2 separate regions of the Zea mays genome follow, and region 1 is linked to region 2. Evidence: chromatin contacts called from public Hi-C data. All regions are on one chromosome and are shown on one strand. Each heading gives the region's core, a stretch centred on a gene start, on an enhancer-like site or on the middle of the called end of the contact. The rest is flanking DNA. Distances are from core to core; before and after follow the strand shown. Region 1 holds the start of LOC103646603 (putative receptor-like protein kinase). Region 2 holds the start of LOC103629219 (G-type lectin S-receptor-like serine/threonine-protein kinase At2g19130).

Region 1 (2,700 bases), core at 166-2,665, 250 kb after region 2:
CCCAGATCACCAGCGCGGCTGTGCCGGCGCTGTGCCCAGCAGATTATAGATGTACACAAAGCCCGAAGCACGAAAGACCGGCACGAAGCACGTTATTTGGTCTGGTACGAGCCCAGACCGGCCCAGCACAAATAAGCGGGCCAGGCTCGGACAGGAAACTAAGCCCGATGAACTAGCCCGGCACGGTCCGTTTACCTCTAAGCCCGTCAAATCCGTTTTTTACACTAAACCGTGCTTACTGGGCTGTCCCGGCCCGTTTAGGCCCGCATCGAGCCAGGCTCAGACAGAAAAACGAGCCCGCGGGTTTGGATGGCCCGACCCGATTTTCTAACCGGGCCCAAAACGGGCAGGGCTTCACCGAGCACGGGCCGGGCTTCATCGGACACGGGCCGGACGGACCGTTTGGCCATCTCTAGCCAAGATGATCATATGTGATCCCGCCCCAAACTGGGATATCTTATCTTATTCATTTGATGCCGAATACGAACTACAACCTGCGCCTTTATAGATGTAGGCAACTTATAGCTTAAGAAAACCATTTAATACTTTTAGGAAAACTAATCTGCTACTCCCTCGGTCCCAAAATATAGTTTGTTTTAGACTAATTACACATTCATTAAGTAACATATGAATGTAGTTTGCATGCATATCTATATTCATTATTATTTGATTTGAATGGATGTGGACAGATAAAATATAGCCTAGAAAGAACTATATTTTGGGACTAGGAAGTATTATTTTGAAACAAACTAAGGAAACTGAGTAACAATCATATCCCTGATTTATAGCCATGGCTGTTACCTGCCCCTTTCTCCTTATGCGCTGGCACCTCTTTCCTTGTCCATTTCTGTTGGCATCCGCTACAGCAGATCTAGCCACCCCTCCTCCTTGAATACTGGCGCCCCACAAAAAGTATATATAACATGGACTTAGTTTCCATACACAGTGAGAAAGAGACCACGGCTGTTAGTGATAATCTTCCAACATATGATTTCTGATTGGACTACATATGGATGCTCTATGTCTACTACTCAGCAATCATTACTCAGCACAACCACGAATGTCCAGCAGACCAGGTCACTCTGGAGCATTCGACAAACAGATAAGATAAGCTCACTCTCACCTGCTAAAAAAAAGGAGGGAGTCTCCAGAAATCAGAATCAGATGCCGCCGCCACCAGGCACTAAGCTTTCTTTGTCCACCACCACCATCTATTCAATCTTGGCGTTCCAACGCTGCGGGGGCGCGAATGGATTTGCTTTGCGCGCCGGTCAACCCTTGTTTGGAGCAAATGGCACGAGCTCTGGCAGCCCGTCCCCTCCCCAGATCCAGCTGTTTTCGCGTTCACCTTGCATTAAACAAATCAGCAACCGGATATTGTTTTCTTCTTCCAAGATCCAGCAACTGAAAACGCGTGTATCACAGCACGACTCCTCATTTTTGTCTTTATATTGACTCTCTATTTATCTTTTTTTTAAAAAAAATCACACTTTATATATAGTATCTTACTGCTCTAATTTGGTAAGTCACAGCAGCTAGCCAAGTTTATCTAGTGAGAGAGTCGATTTAAAGAGTAAGATAGTTTGACGAGTCAGATGGTTAATATGTTAAAGTGTTATTTTACTGTTGATTAGTTGAAATTTGGTTTAACGAGCCATTTGGCTAATCTAGTCTCTTAGAGATGATCTAAAAATGAATTAGTAGATTGGATTACGTTTATATACCAAGAACAAGAGTGAAGAGTCTGTTGATTAAGAACAAGAGTGAAGAGTCTGTTGATTGCGGTCCACGTGCTCCGGTCTAGCGCAGCGCAACCTCGGCGGAGACGAACGCACAACCTCAGAGGGGACGGACAACGCTCTTCAAGGTCGTTAGACTCGCTCCGATCAGCGGCGGCTCCCTTGCATGGGGGGCATTAACGTGGGTACTCTTAAGCACTTTTTAAGTTGCGATATGTGAAACACACCGTGCACGTCTTAGATAAGTTTTAAATGACCCTCAAGATGTACTCCCAAAAGAATTACTAGGTATGCCACCCGATCAAGATATAGTGTTCTCTATTGAGTTAAAGCATGACACCACACTTATTTCTAAAAGACCATATAGGATGGATGTTAAAGACTTAGGTGAGCTAAAGAAACAAATAGAATAGTTGCTAGAAAGGAGTTTTATCTGGCCTAGCTCATCACCTTGGGGATCCCCTGTTCTTTTTGTGGATAAATAGGATGGATCTAGAAGAATGTGCATGTCACACCCAGATTTAAGGAACAAAGCCGGGTGCATCTCATACATGCGCCAAAGAAGACAACATATATAATAACAGAGTGTATAGAGATAAATGTCACAATATAGTCAGAGTACTTATTACATAGCGGAAGTCTTACAAAATATAAATATAGATCGAACTAAAGTCCATCCTTGGCGCCAGAAAGTCAACTGGGAGACGCCACCTAGATCAAGTCAAACTCCTCGAGGTGTGGCTCCTCTTGAACCACCTGTTCTTCTCCTGTGGGGGTGTGAGACAGCAAGGGTGAGCTCACACATGATCATAGCTCAACAAGTTGTGGGGAAACCAGTGGGTATGAACTCACCAAAGGTGGGAGTTCATGTGATGTGTAAGGTTGATCAACAATAGGGGTTAAAGCTGAGCATTGCTTTTAATAAGTTGGTCAAATTTTATTAGCAGTTACTAAATGTAAG
Region 2 (2,700 bases), core at 135-2,634:
CCGAGGGGACCTGATAGAGAAGGTGTCCATGCAGGTACAGAAGGACGACGGCGACGGGCCGGAGTTGCCGTTGCAGACGGTGAAAGGGCCGCAGACGGCAGAGGTGACGCAGAAATCAGAAGGCTGGGCGTAGATGGTCTCCCAGGCCCGCTTGGAGTCGGACCAGAGCATGAGCTTGAGCTGGCCGGTGACGTCGACGGGGACGAACACGGAGGCCGACTCGTCGGTGATGCTGTAGGTGAAGTACACCTCGTCGGCGGTGGCCACGTAGCCCGGTTTCAGCAGCCCCTTGGTCCTGGGATCCATGTCGATCAGGGCAGTCAGCGCCGTCACGAGGTTTCCCAGGCTCCCCGACGTCCACGACCAGTACTGCACGCTCGGGGCGTTGCGAGTCAGCTGCATGAATCCGTTGGTGTCGATGCTGATGGAGTAGGAGCCGGGGCTCGGGTCCACCAGGCTCTTCTTCGAGATGAACTGGCGGCTGAAGTAGCGGCCGCCGGCGAGCTTGGTCCAGCCGATCTTGGCGCCGGGGAGCCCGACGTCGGTCGGGTAGTCGAAGCTTTGCCACAGGGAGGAGGAGGAGGAGGAGGAGGAGGAGGAGGAGGAGGAGGAGGAGCTGGCGGCGGGCGCTGAAGCAGAGGATAGTAGGGCTTCAGTTTGCGGCAGGAGGACAAGGTTGCCGGTGTCCATGAGCACGACATGGACGCTGCTACCGTTCGTGGTGGTGTTGGCGACGATTATGATGGAATTGTCGGCGCTGGTGTTAGTGTTACTGGTGGCGACGACGAGCAGCTTGTTGTTGCCGTCTGTCGATGCGACTCTGAATTGGGCTACCTTGAGCTCGGACTCGGTGATGGGCCTGTCTCGGTTGGCGATCCAGACCGGAGTGCAGACCGGGATCTTGTTGAACCATACGCCGAGGTACCAGCCGGGGGAAGGGACGACGACGGATGCGGACGTACCGGTGCCGCCGCCGCCTGGCAGGGCTTGCCGGAACTGGAAGAAGCCGAGCGCGAACTTGCCGTTGCGGGAGACGAGCTTGTCGCCGGCGGCGAGCGCCTGGCCTGCCGCAAGAGTGTCGCCGTCAGCAGCAGAAGCAGCAGCTGGAGTGTGCAGCGAAGAGAAGACGACGAGCGCAATAGCTAGTGCTACGCAGAGACGGTTATTGGGAGGCGGCATGGCCGGAGCCGGAGGCCGGAGCACGAGAGGCAAGTTTGGAGACGATGATGGTGGATACGACATACGAGTAGCAGCGAGCACACACACCGGCAATAGATATGCATGCAGGTATAGCGATCTTACTTGTTACAGATTAAAATAAGTCGGCCCGCTGTACCGGTATTGTATTATATTATTAAAAAAACCAAAACATGGTTCGAGCCAGAAAACCCACGAATCCTGATTCTATAGCTAACGGACCGATTAATTGACTACTCTGCAACAGATTAGTCGGAAGGTGGCGTGCAGGATATCGATCTCTGACACAGGAAGTGAGGTACATCGTGGGGATTTTTTTAATTAAACTCGAAATTTGTCGATCCAACAAAAGCCTTAACCATTACGATGAGATCCTTTCGTACTGCTTACAGATTAAAGAGAGTCTACAGCGAGTTGACGACTAGTCGAAGTTAGTTAGGAAGAAAGGACAGAGTGGGGATGAGCAGCGGGCGCCGGCCGGGTCAAGATAGTTATGAGATGTCCTAATCCATCGACCACAGGACTACGCTGTGGGTTGGAGCAGCAGCACGTTAGCTACGGATACATTACCATGAGTAGTCCCTGCGCGAGCGGACATATAGATGGTGGCCTACACGTACGTACGACCATGCATGCCGCGCGCGACTGGTGTGGTGGCCGGCGGCCGGCGTGAAGGACCCGGCGCTGACCATCAACATGTCGATCGCCCGGTGATGAGTGCAGCACCATTCATGGTAATGACAAAATGCTGGCGCGTCGTACGTCGCCGTGGTTGCGCTATGCTTGGCACCGCAAGGGCCACGTACAGCCTCTCCTGCCCATGCAATGCGTCGACCGACCCCGGCCGGATCGTCGGCAGAAATATCTCACCGGGCTAGCGACACGACACCACGTAGGTCTTGTCTCATTCTCATCCGGTCGATGCATGCGATGCGTCAAGACAGATGGAACGGGGAGCTAGCATGACTGTTACTGCCTTAGCTTGTTGCGTCGTCGTACGTCTGAGGTGATGTTTGGTCACCACCGTGCAGAGCTCCAATCAAAGCATCGATCGGCGTGGATGAGCATACGCACTACTCAAAGATAGCGATGCGAGTACGCGGCGTACGAATCTGGTAGAGAAGCGCATGCATGCCCCCTTGCTCTCTTTTTCACACGTAAGCAGGGGGCGTGTTTTGCTCGCTGAGGAGCTCCCACACGTGTTTCTCTCTCTGTCTCCGTCTATACTATATTAAAACATCAATTTTAAAGACGATCCACGTTATAATTTTACAAATAACTTATTTTATTATTTGAAATAGCCTACAAGACACGTCCTCTTCACGTCGATCATATATAATCCAATTCGTCTATCCACTTTCCGTCCTCAGCGAATCCATGCTTCACACGTCGCGCGAGCGTCTCAGTCACCCACACAATGACACAAACCCACACACACTATGTCTTCCGTTCATAGCAACGATCGGCATGACAAGTGGGCCCGCGCTGTTGGGGACTTGTTCT

Evidence for each region. Hi-C and Micro-C count contacts between places; a contact is called where the count stands out from the background.
Region 1: a Hi-C map of ear shows a contact between it and region 2, with 3 times the contacts expected there. The contact joins the promoter of LOC103646603 here to the promoter of LOC103629219 in region 2. A contact is called at or near these places in 8 of 25 Hi-C or Micro-C datasets (bundle sheath, ear, endosperm and 2 more) and 1 of 3 datasets of contacts at active chromatin or transcription factors (leaf).

The regions. Positions count from the first base shown.
Region 1 is chr6:41,733,710-41,736,409 of Zm-B73-REFERENCE-NAM-5.0, forward strand. It overlaps LOC103646603 (putative receptor-like protein kinase), which reads right to left and starts at 1,416. Exons shown (of 5, transcript XR_004850110.1): 1 at 1,124-1,416; 2 at 802-895.
Region 2 is chr6:41,488,594-41,491,293 of Zm-B73-REFERENCE-NAM-5.0, forward strand. LOC103629219 (G-type lectin S-receptor-like serine/threonine-protein kinase At2g19130) reads right to left here and starts at 1,385. Exons shown (of 1, transcript XM_008650393.4): 1 at 1-1,385. The coding sequence starts at 1,242.